2 separate regions of the Ovis aries genome follow, and region 1 is linked to region 2. A link is a contact called in public Hi-C data. All regions are on one chromosome and are shown on one strand. The core of a region is the stretch at or near the end of the contact, and the rest is flanking DNA. Distances in the headings are between cores, read along the strand shown.

Region 1 (2,913 bases), core at 59-2,558, 210 kb after region 2:
GTTCTTAAATGCATCCCTCCCAACTATCAACATGTAACACAAAGTATATGTCTACTGGACCCGTCTTCACAAAAACATCTGTTAACTGATGACCATAAGCTGATGAAGGAAATGGCAACCGACTCCAGTACTCTTGCCTGGAAAATCCCATTAACAGAGGAGCCTGGAGGGCTACAGTTCATGGGGTTGCAAAGAATCAGACACAACGTAGCAAAGAAACGACTGCTGACTGTAAGTTAGGTCTATATTCTATTAGACGTCAATCCACACCACCCCTTGACTTTTTCCCATATGGCATTCCCACGCTTCCGTCAGCACCATCTATTGCCACAGCTGTTCGGCACCGTCTGAACAGAGGGCATAAAAACAGCCCTTACTACACTACCAGGTGCTGTGTGATAATCTGGGAGTTTACTTCGCAAAGCACCCTTCCCCAAACAAAATGTTCTCCTTTATACCTTCATCCCTTCTTTTCTTACCACAGGATGGCATATCTTTACCTTTGCCTCTCCACCCCATGCCATCTTCCTGAGGCCTGTATCAAATATCAGAAAAGCCCTGTTTAATCTATCCCCCAAGAAGTAAATGTTTCTTGCTCTGTGGTCTTGGAATACTGTGTTCGTCTCTTTCTAGCAGTACTTGCTTCATCCTAACTTAGACGATACTGTTGCAAACCTGAGTTGTATGAACCAGCAGATATGCACATGTAGCTGTCACAGAGCACTCACCCCCACCCCGCCCGCTGCCACCATGATGCCGTAAATATCCGCTCCCCCCCCAGCCCCCGCCACCATGGTGTTTGACAGGGGTGCCGTAAATATCCACTGAGTATTTGCCAAGTTGAAAGTGTGAACCTTTGATTACATGGCTCAGACCTAAATAGCCACTGACTTGGATATGTGTGAGCACACTCTTCACATACATACAAACACACATATACCCCACGGATATAAGCAGCTCAGATGGTGAGAGATGACACCAACCACAGCAAGAATGTCACCAGGGTCAGCAGCTTCACATCCAAAGCCAAGACACTGACCACCGGCTACACCCACTTTAAATCATGTTAAGGATCTCGCTCTTTGGATGTTTTTAATCGGGGGGTCGTCAAAACGGACTCAATCAGTAAGGCTATAATCTCTCCAGTCTTAATATCTCTGCTGAATTTCTAACAGGAGTATCAGTATCTTAGCCTCAGGGTTCAGGTTCTGTAAGCAAAGCCAATTCCACACAGCCACTGATGGCAGGAAAAGGCAGCAGTCACAACAGCTCCATGACAGGACAGCCTTTCCCCAGCCTGCTCTCTGGGCAACAGAGCCTCCTGGTGGCACAGGACTCGTGCGTGCGACCGGCCACCAGTGACCGCCTCCCTCTCCCTGCCAACCTCTGTTCTCTTCTGTGCCTGGCTCCCATCACCCCAGCTCAGGAAACACAAAGGCTGCTGCCCTCAGAACATCCATCCTGCCAGCTCAGGTTCACCCCATTCCACCCTGTCCTCTCTCCAACGGAAGAAGATGCTACAGGGACACCCCACCCACCCTCCAACCATCTCGCTCTCCCATTACACCCCTCACACACTACTCATCATTTCTGTAAATTATTTATACATCCTCTTTCGTTATAAATATGTTACTTGGAATTCTTGCTTGAAATGAATGGAAAACAGACAAATCCTTCTAACAGAAAGGATGGGGAGCAAGGGTCCACTGTGAGCTCAACACACACACACTCAATGGTTATTCACACAGAGGGCACACAAGATTTTACCTGCAACTGTTAAACCCACTGTCCACACCGGAAGGGACTACAGCGGTCCTCTAATTTCAGTAGGGCCCAGACTTTCGGATTCCAAGGCAGGTGCAACTGTCTCCCCCGCACGATCATCCTACATAATTAAAAGGGAAGGAACAACACGGAGCTGCCAATACTCTATTTTACCAATTTCGGGACTTTTTAAAATCACCATCTCTTTTGGAAAAGGGTACTTTAGTGTCACAAAAGAACACCCTACCAGAATGACAATGATTAAATTTAGCTTTATGAAACTGACTTCATTGCATTTCCTCTGTCATGGACCTGAGCTGGTTTGGGGATAGATTAATAATAGGCATCAGTGACCTAGATTGTTTCAAAATTTCAGATCCTCTAAGAACCAAAGTTTTAGATATTCAAGATATCATGTCATACTGTACACTGTTTCCTTAATATTTTTGATTAAATAAACTCACATTTTTAGTTTTCTTTTAAAAGAAAACTGTGGATCATGTCCATAAAGGAAAAATCAATACCACTTGCCACAAATAAAAGCAACCACAAATGAATGCAATAAAAACAAAACATGTTATTAAATTCCAGCTAGATACTATTGCCTGGCCTCTCTCTGCACTGCCAAGGGAGATTGGCAAGTGTTGGAGCAGTTATTAAAGACGATCATTAGAAAAGCTTTCTCTTTGACAAAATCAGAGGGTTGAAATTAAATTGAAAAGAAATTACTTTCACACAAGGTGATACAATATTATTTAGTGCTAGATCCAGGCTCCATCTAAAATCATCTCTAGTGGTTCATGTCCTACTCAAGAGGCATACTGATCAAGACACTTTGGTGGCTGAATCTCATTCATTCGTTCACTCATCCAACACACTTACTGAGCACCTACTATGTTCCGAGCACTGTACATAATAGAATGAACAAAGCAGACATGGTACGTTTTGCAAAAAACTCACCTTTCAGTGGTGAAACCTACATTAAACAAACGGTGACACGAAGTATATTTGTGGGCACTTCCCTGGTGGTCCAGTGGTTAGGACTCTGTGTTTCCACTACAGGGGGCATAGGTTTGATCCCTGGTCAGGGAATTAATATCCCACGTGCCACACAGTACAGCCAAAACACAAAGAAAACTCAAAAAAAGT
Region 2 (2,942 bases), core at 297-2,796:
ACATACATACACACACAAACTCACATATTCACACACCACTCACACACACAAACCCACACACACTCACACAAACACACATTCACACATACACCCCCCACACACACTCACATATACACTCTCTCACACAAACTCACATTCATACACTGCTCACACACACAAACCCACACACACTCACACAAACACATTCACACACACACCACACACACACACTCACATACACACTCTCACACAAACTCACACATTCATACAAACCATTTACACAGACACACTCACTCACACTAGCAACTAATTATTACAAAGTGTAGTATGTGGAGCTGTGAGCAGAGGACTGCCTCCCAACTGCCCAAGAGTGAGGGAGCACCGAGTTGGGAGCACTAAAAGGACATCATCTGACGAGAAGGTGGAGATGCTCTGTCAGGAGGGACAGGCTGAGGGTAGGTGGATCAGGGAATTTTCTGGAGGTTCACCCTCAACGCAGTGGGGATGAGAAAGTGCCGCAGGCTCTTAAGCAGATGGTGACAAGACCAGAGCAGATTTTGAGATAAATCCTAAAAACTAGAGCCCTAGTTTTTAGGGCTGGAATGCCCTGGCTGACAACTCAGGACAAAGCTCAATCTCCCAGAGACAGCCTTACGTATGTGTGGGAAGAATGGGAAGACTGGGACCCGGGGAGGCACTGGGGGAGCAAGGGGGGCTTCAGCAAGAGGGGTGATGACTTGGTGGTGTGCCCCATTCAGAGAAAACTGCTGTGTGTGTGTACACCAGTAGGCACAGTAATTCTCAGGTGGATCCAGGCAAGCTGACCGCCCACAGGTTCAACACATTCCCCTCTGTGGGAAGAAGACGTTTCTCTCTGCTCATCCAGCTTTGTCTCTAAGAATTAAATTGACACGAGAGAGATGAACAGGAGAAAGTCAAACAGAGCTTAATAACAGATACATGGGAGAGACTCAGGAAGACTGCATAACCCACCAAAACAGGTTCATATCTAAAACCCTCACCTTAAGTACCATCTTCAGCTAAAGATATAAGAGCATGTTGGGGGTAGTGGTCTGGGACCTCAAAGGGGAGTCAGGCAACTGACATGGAGACAGAAAAGCAAGTGTTTGATAGACAGATGTTTGCTGGGTGGGCAGAGATGGTGGGCCATAGAGAGGGGTTCTACCAGACTTTGCTGGTCCCTCCCTCGCCACCACTGGCTCACACTGCAGTCGTCTGTGCTGATGGACCCCCTCCCGGGACAGGCCCTCTGTCTACACTCTTTGGGCAGTCAGGGGGAAGGTCAAAGTTTCTTCCTGAGTCTTTTGGGTCATGATTGTTTCCAGCTCAAAATAACCCACGTGTGAAAGAGACACTTTGTGGGGGATACATTTTGCTCCCCTCCACTTCCTCTACGTGTGTATGCCAACCAGTTCCAGACCCTGGTCAGCGATGGGAGGTGGTCTTGAGATCCAGCCATCAGATCATCTTTGGCCCCTGGGGACATCTGGAGGAAATACTGAGCACTCTCACTTTAAACGGCCCACGCGCTCAGTAACCCGTGGCAACCCCTAGAGGCTGCTACAACCTCAGCAATGAGGAGGACTGTACCCAGGGAACTTGGTTCCCCAGATGAGAAATGGCTGAGCCTTGGTGATCACAGGACATGACCACCAACTGTCTGCACGTGCCCGCAGCTCTCATGTTGATGAGGTCTGAAGGGGGAGATGCCCACTCCCCTAACATCCTTCTCTGAGAGGAAAAAGAATCTCAGAAGAAATGACGTGAACAGCAGAGGACGCTTCTCTGGTGGTTCTCTGATGGCCAACAGTGACTGGATGTTTCTTAAGTCTATTTCTCTACATTTGCTCAGGGGCAGATCTTCAATCCTGAGACTTGAAACAATTTCTTCAGAAATTGGGCTTCCCTGGTGGCTCAGATGGTAAAGAATCTGCCTGCAATGCAGGAGACACAGGCTTGATTCCTGGGTGGGGAAGATCCTCTGGAGAAGGGATAATTAACCAGCTGCCATTAGTGGTACCTCGTAAAGCCTGGAAAATACTGTGGTCAGAAAAATCCCACTGAAGAGGCAGTTGGGGAGGCTTGGGGCATGTGGATGGGACCACTGTTGTCAGCAATCTATGTTAAGAACTGGGTGACATCTGGGCTGCTGGCCCCAGGGATTTTGTATTTAGCAATGGAGGGTACCTCTTCACTCCCAATCTTGACTAGTGCTAAAGATGTCAGATGCCCACGACTGATCACGTGATCGTGATCGATACATAACTCATATCACCATGCATTTCTGTATACAAATGGGGATGCTTCTGAAGGGGCCAGGGTACTGCATAGCCCCATTAGCCTCTGGGTTCCCCCTCTCTCCCTGCTCTGGGTTGCATCTATTTTTATTGTATGCCTAAAAAAATACTGCAGTCCTAAGTGAATGGAAGGGCTTCCCAGCAGGCACAGTGATAAAGAATCAGTCTGCCAATGCAGGAGATGCAAGAGAGGTGCTTGATCCCTGGGTCAGGATGATCCCCTAGAGGAGGAAGTGGCAACCCACTCCAGCATTCTTTCCTGGAGAATTATATGAGCAGAGGAGCCTGGGGGCCATAGTCCCAGGGGTCGCAAAGGGTCGGACATGACTGAGCAAGTGCATCCACACATGCAAGCGAGAGGAAAACAACAAAGGGTAGGGTGTGGGTTCATGCAGAGAGAGGCGCATGGATCTGTACGCACACCACTCGGTGACAATATAAAAAAACCTAAATAGTTAATAGTTTTTCTTCCAGTTACCTAAAGACACACTTCACACTAAAACAGCTGCTTTAAGGTTGCTACGTCAACACCCGGCACACGTGTTCTCATACTGCTCCTCCCAGCTGCCCACTGCCAGTGTCAGTTAGGAACATCTTATGATGTAACAAGAAGCAACTAACAGAGCTTCAGCAGGAGAGACGTTT

Evidence for each region. Hi-C and Micro-C count contacts between places; a contact is called where the count stands out from the background.
Region 1: a Hi-C map of hypothalamus shows a contact between it and region 2, with 5 times the contacts expected there. The contact joins two enhancer-like sites. A contact is called at or near these places in 5 of 16 Hi-C or Micro-C datasets (hypothalamus, liver, muscle and 2 more).

Annotation. Positions count from the first base shown.
Region 1 is chr3:131,002,548-131,005,460 of ARS-UI_Ramb_v3.0, forward strand. The region is part of intron 1 of TMCC3 (transmembrane and coiled-coil domain family 3); the gene reads right to left. Among named protein-coding and RNA genes, the nearest start is that of TMCC3, 100 kb to the right of the region's middle. Within about 2 kb of position 1,309, at least 5 of the 54 cell types and tissues checked have an H3K27ac peak or open chromatin away from gene starts, as enhancers often do. A contact at or near this core is called in hypothalamus, where this site is marked.
Region 2 is chr3:130,796,470-130,799,411 of ARS-UI_Ramb_v3.0, forward strand. No RefSeq gene overlaps it. Among named protein-coding and RNA genes, the nearest start is that of TRNAS-GGA, 60 kb to the right of the region's middle. Within about 2 kb of position 1,547, at least 8 of the 54 cell types and tissues checked have an H3K27ac peak or open chromatin away from gene starts, as enhancers often do. A contact at or near this core is called in hypothalamus, where this site is marked.